Regions from separate parts of the Mus musculus genome. Here region 1 is linked to region 2. A link is a contact called in public promoter capture Hi-C data. All regions are on one chromosome and are shown on one strand. The core of a region is the stretch at or near the end of the contact, and the rest is flanking DNA. Distances in the headings are between cores, read along the strand shown.

What was found. Capture Hi-C pulls out chosen DNA fragments and counts their contacts.
Region 1: a contact with region 2 is called in a promoter capture Hi-C map of adipose tissue. The contact joins the promoter of Ndufa9 here to the promoter of Ccnd2 in region 2. A contact is called at or near these places in 3 of 39 promoter capture datasets (the HPC-7 cell line, liver and pre-B cells), 1 of 484 Hi-C or Micro-C datasets (CD8 T cells), 2 of 115 datasets of contacts at active chromatin or transcription factors (memory CD8 T cells and pancreatic cancer cells) and 3 of 9 other capture datasets (adipose tissue, liver and pancreatic islet).

Annotation. Positions count from the first base shown.
Region 1 is chr6:126,847,824-126,850,523 of GRCm38.p6, reverse strand. Ndufa9 (NADH:ubiquinone oxidoreductase subunit A9) reads left to right here and starts at 1,380. Exons shown (of 11, transcript NM_025358.3): 1 at 1,380-1,460. The coding sequence starts at 1,412.
Region 2 is chr6:127,149,637-127,152,638 of GRCm38.p6, reverse strand. It overlaps Ccnd2 (cyclin D2), which reads left to right and starts at 1,591. Exons shown (of 5, transcript NM_009829.3): 1 at 1,591-2,057. The coding sequence starts at 1,866. All of the region lies in intron 1 of 9330179D12Rik (RIKEN cDNA 9330179D12 gene), which reads right to left.

The DNA of each region.
Region 1 (2,700 bases), core at 131-2,630, 300 kb after region 2:
AGGTGGATAATAAATGGCTATTTAGAGGGCTAAGGATAGCCCAGGGTAATCTTGGATCTGCAACACTCCTTTCTCTATTATTATTATTACAGTTTTAATCAATTAATCAGCCTTTCTAGAAAGTTCAGAACTTGCAGCTTCTTTCTGGGAACTTCAGTTTGCAAGCCCATGTCTTTTACTCAGGTATAGCTAGAGGATGACTGGAATCAAGTTTTTTAATTTTTTAAAATTTGAGACAAGGTCACCTAGGCTGGCCTGGATCTCCCTATCCTCCTGTCCCTGCCTTCCAAGAGCTGGGATTATAGGCAGGGACCACCAGAGCCTGAAAAAAGATTTTTAAATGCAAGTGGTTCTATTTTCTCAGAACATCCCGAGGCTCCAGGTAAATCTTTGCAGAACAACACAGATTTTCAAAGAGGCCCAGTTTTTAAAAAAGCTGCTCTGGGTAAAGCCAGCAGTTTTTCCATAAGAAAAATATGTTGAATGTCAAGCATAGCATGCGATTTTATATCACATTTCAGGTGATTCACGTTTCAAAACCATTTATAAATCTCTGGATCAGCCCAGGGTGGTGACTCCTACCTGAAGCAGAGAGCTGTACCACAAGTTCGAAGCCAACTAGGACTTCAAAGGGAGACCCTGTCTCAAAAATTCCAAAAATAGAACTTCTCGTTTCATAATTCAGTTAGTGATGAGTGTGCTTCAATAAACAAAATTCACGACCGAACAAACACATAAACCCCAGCCAATCAAATTCACGACACAGAGACTGATCACCGCGTTGGAAAAGGTGATCAGAAGTCCCTGGTGAGGTCATCTATGAGTGGAATTGAATTGGTGCAGACATCTAAGTATGCATTCTATGAAAGGGGACAGTGAACACTAACGCCCTGCAAAAGGATGTTCCTGGCGGCGTTGGCGTGCGAGGGGCTTAGGGTGGGGGCGCCTCTGCATTTCTATTTAACTCCCCCACTTGTACACTGTACGCAGACCCTATTACACCTTTTTCCTCCGTGCAACTCCTTGAGTGCAGGGGCACCCTTCCTTCTTACCCCTGCAGAGCTGTCTGACTCTTTTTGGTAATTAGCCCATAGAAAAAGGGTCTTTGAAAGCTGGCCATTTTGCATGCCCTTGAGTCAGTCCTTGGTTAACTCTGAAATGCAGATTCCCCGGAAATATCAGGTGGTCTTCACAACCCATTCCAAAACCGGGACTGTATTTTCCCCTGCCTTCTCCTCCTCTTTTTCTTTTTCTCTCCTCTGCTTTTACTCCCAGGCTCTCTTATCAACCATCAACCTGCCACTTCCGTTCCCAGTTGGCGTTTGCGCAGAGAGGTCCTTGAGATACCATTTGACCCCGCGTTGTTGCCGTAGTTGGCGGAAGCACCGGCCGTGAGGCATTGTGGGAGAAGATGGCGGCCGCCGTCCGCTTTCGGGTTGTTAGAGCGCTTCCAATGTCACGTAAGTGTCACCGGGGACCGGGTCTTGGGGTTGCATTCGGCGACGGGAACATGACCTTTCTTCCTCATACTCTTGGCTCATGTGTGAAACTGCACTCGGCAAGGGGACGGAGAGCTGGAGGAGCTGGGAGGGACGAGGAGAACCCGGACACTGACAGGTTCGAGATAGTGCGTGGATTGTGGGGAAGGTTGCGGTCCAAGAGAGTACTTATCCAGGGGAAAGGGGGCTTGGACGGCAGGACATCGATTGACTTCATGGTGGTGATCGCACTGGAAATCAGAATCCGCGCCACAGATGTCAGGTTGTGGCGGTAGGGACTGCAGCAGCGAGAGATGGTTGTGGAGAGTCGGGAGCTGGGTGGAAAGAAAAGTGAAGGACCGCTTAGAATTTGTCAGCGTTGTTTATTTACTCTTCTGTCGTGATTGAATGTGTTCACAGCCCTCAAATCGAAACCATGCATTTGCACCTGCAGATCAAGGGAGGCAAAGCATTCAGTCGTTACAGTTCACGGCCCTTCCACTCTCCACGCCACAAACATGCCCGCTTCACTTACAGTTTTCCATAGTGTGTTTTTAAAAAACTCGTTACAGAATGTCAAGTCATTCTCAAAATCGCTTCATGTCAGACCACGTAGAAGAGCTTTTGTTCTTAGGGTAGTGGGAGCAGGAAATTCCAACAGACGCTAAGCTGGGGTCAGATGTCCTTATGCCATTGCTAAAGCCATCACCACTTCTTTGCCATGTCCATTGCTTCTTTCTTCATGTCCCCAACTGAGCCCACACTACTGAAAGTAGACAAAACATGGCCATTCCCAAGAAGTTTTTTATTAGGCCCTCTGCCACACTACAGGGAAAAACAGCACAGAAGAGGGTCTCCCGGGAGACTCGCTAGATAGGCAGAGAAGGGATATTTGGAGCAATCACAGCCTATCCTCTTTAGTACCAGTCACAGTTGGCCCTCTGTGCATGTTCTCTAACCTCAGAAATGAGTACAGGGTCATCTAGAATTGGGTTGTAACAGCATAAAAATCTGGGACAAACTGTTTGAGGTGACCTGGCCGAGGAGGGGCTTTCAGGAGTCAGGGCTGCTTGGTTCATGTAGTTTCCCCAAGGCATCCATGTGATTGATATTCAGGGTTTCTGGTGCTGCCATTAGGGCTGATTGATAGTCTTCTGCTCAGATAATCAGAATAGCAAGAGATAGTCCAACAGCTGCTAATTAGGGAGTCAGCTGTTCCTGT
Region 2 (3,002 bases), core at 342-2,841:
GTAACAATCAGCGCGCAGTAGCAGGAGCCCCAGAGCTATTGGCTATGCAAATAGAGGGAGGGGAGACGGCGCCCCAAACTCATACTCACCCTTTTAAAGTGATATCCCCTCCCCCCGCCCACCCCTTCCGCCCCACCCTCGTTTAAAGGGGCTGGCCCAGGGCTGGAGTTAATCGCTTGCACCTCGGCTTTATTGCCTCCCCTCCCGGGCCTTTCCGAGAGCCCACGGGTGGTGCTCCCACAGCGTGCCACCCCCTCCCCCCCCCAGCCTCAGCCTCCGCTAGCCTTAAGCGTCCCTGATCATCCCCCCTTCTTAAGGAAGGAGGGACTCAGTGCCCCCCCCCGTGTGCCCAGAGAGGTGCAACCCACGCCATGCTATCTGCACGTGCCAGCGTGGCCACCATGCGGGGGCCAGTGGTTCCTCGCCCCTTCCTCCCTCCTTTAATATAGTTAAAGGCAGGGTGGGAGCAGGAAGGAGGTGAGGAAACGCCAACGTGTCCCCCTCTACCAACAGCCTTGACCACAGGATGCTTTAGAGCACATGTCAGAGCCGACCCCAAAATCCTGGCGGAAGGATGAGGCGCGAGACCCCACGGGGTCGGGGATTGAGGGGTGCAGGACTCAGGAGCCCCCGGGGAAAGGAAGGGTGGCCTTGCTGGCGCAGGGAGAGCCAAACCTAAACCCTCCCTCTCCCCCTCCCTGGCCCCTCCCGAGCCATTTCCTAGAAAGCTGTATCAATGTGGCCACGCTCCGCGCAGACACCTAGGGCGGCTTGTCAGCAGATGCAGGGGCGAGGAAGCGGGTTTTTCCTGCGTGGCCGAGGCCCGCGGAGGAACCGCTGCTAGCCCTGCCCCCGGTCTGGGGCCGCTCTGAGAGGCTGGCCGCGTTGCCCAATGGCGCCCCCAAGAACAGAAAGGTTTCTGCAGGAGGGTCATATTCTACTAGGCTTAAGAAGCACCCCTTTCTCCAACATCCACCCCTTCCTCCTCTTCCTCTCCACGCACGTGGCTCGGGGCGGACAACAGCTTGAAAGTTATCAGGAGTCTAAGCTTGAGGGGCATAACCTTTATCCCTGGTTTGGCGAGGTTGCAATTTTCTCAAATAAGCCTTTCCTTGTTCCTCATTTAGGGGTCTACTTCTAAGTTATCTGAACTCATCCACATGGTAAATCTATCTACCTGAATCTTGAATAATGGGCTGTTTTTCTGATCACATTGCAAGCCTCCGAAGTTAGAGAGCACACACGTACACACCCTTTATGCCCCCATGGTATGCCTACAGAATGTCAGAAAGGATAATCAATAGGAATCCATGGGGTTTGTGGGTTCCCCTATCCGAGGCCCCTAGCATGCGGGGCTGGATGGGGAGAGGGCCTCGGAGAAGTAGGGAGAGGGGTTGGGGGTGGGGAGCGGGGATCGTGTTTGAAGTTTGGTCAGGCCAGCTGCTGTGCTCCTTAATAACAAGAGGGAAGGGGGGGGGGAGAGGGAGGGAAAGATTGAAAGGAGGGGAGGGACGCTAGAGGAGGGGAGGAAAGGGGGAGGAGGAACCTGAGAGGGGGAGGAGATCTAACTGCCCTTCCAGCTTGCGTCACTGCCTGAGCGAGAGAGGAGAGCGAGCTGAGGAGAGCCGGGCAGTTCGGAGGGAAGGACCGGTGCGAGTCAGGCGGCCCTTGAGGCTCCGCTCGCCCACCTTCCACTCTTCTCTCTCTCTCTCCCTCTCTCTCTTTGCCATTTCTTTCCTCTCCCAAATCTCCCATTCAGCCAAAGGAAGGAGGTAAGGGAAGCACTCCCCGACCCCCCCGCACCTCCAAAAAATAATAATAATAAAAAAAATTTACAGTCGGGACCGAGTGGTGGCCGGCTGGCTATGGAGCTGCTGTGCTGCGAGGTGGACCCGGTCCGCAGGGCCGTGCCGGACCGCAACCTGCTGGAAGACCGCGTTCTGCAGAACCTGTTGACCATCGAGGAGCGCTACCTCCCGCAGTGTTCCTATTTCAAGTGCGTGCAGAAGGACATCCAACCGTACATGCGCAGGATGGTGGCCACCTGGATGCTAGAGGTAGGTGTGCGGGCGACGCTCTCAGGGAGAGGCAAGCCCAGCCGCTCCATCCCTACCTCCAACACGCAGAGATCCTAAAAACTGCGGGAGAACTACCCCTGCGCTGGCCTCCCCCGCTCGTGCGCGAGGTAGCCCCGCACCCTTGGGCGAGACGCTAATTCTGTCCCTTGCTAGATTAACTAGTGGAGGAAAACTTGGGTGAGTGAGGATGTCCTCCCCCCCCCGGGGGGTTGGCATCCCGCGCGTGTGCCTGCATGTGGCTTCCTCGTCTTCCCATCTCCATTTCTGACCTGTGGTGTGGAAGCAACCCCGGCTGCCTTCAGTGAGGCCCCAGAGGGTGTTGCGACCTAACAATCCATACCAACATATAAAGAGCCCCCCCCCGCCCCCGACTCTCAGGGTTGGGGCAAACCGTCTGAGCCTTAGGACTCCGCGTTGGCACTTTGGCAGGAGGTGGGGGTGGGGGAGAAACAGGGAATTCAGGAGAGCCCCGGAAGTCATACTGAAAAAAACGTGCGTTTAGGGCAATCTGAAAGAACCGCTGCTTTAGCCTTGCTTGCAATCTTTGCCGAGAGAGCAGGGTGCCCACGTATGCACAGCTCTGGACCTGCCGTGGTTTCGCCATGTTGCTTTGCAAACTCCATTTACAAGGACTGGCAACATTCGCCGGCGCCCCCACCCCCTCTCAGCACCCCATGATCCTGGGCACCCTCTTTCTGATCGTGCCCTCTTCCCCAGCCCTCGGTTCACCAAGGTTACTTACAGTTTGGCTGCTTCTTGAGCGCGCAGATTTGGGTGGGGTAGGAAGCGGGGGAGGAGGTGTGTAGAGCAGGCTAGGGGGCACCCCCAAATGAGAGGTCAGAGTCCCGCATGCCTCCTGGAGGGGGGTTCCCTGGTTTCGTCTCACCCAACCCCCAGCAGGCACAGCCTTCCTAGCTACTGCCC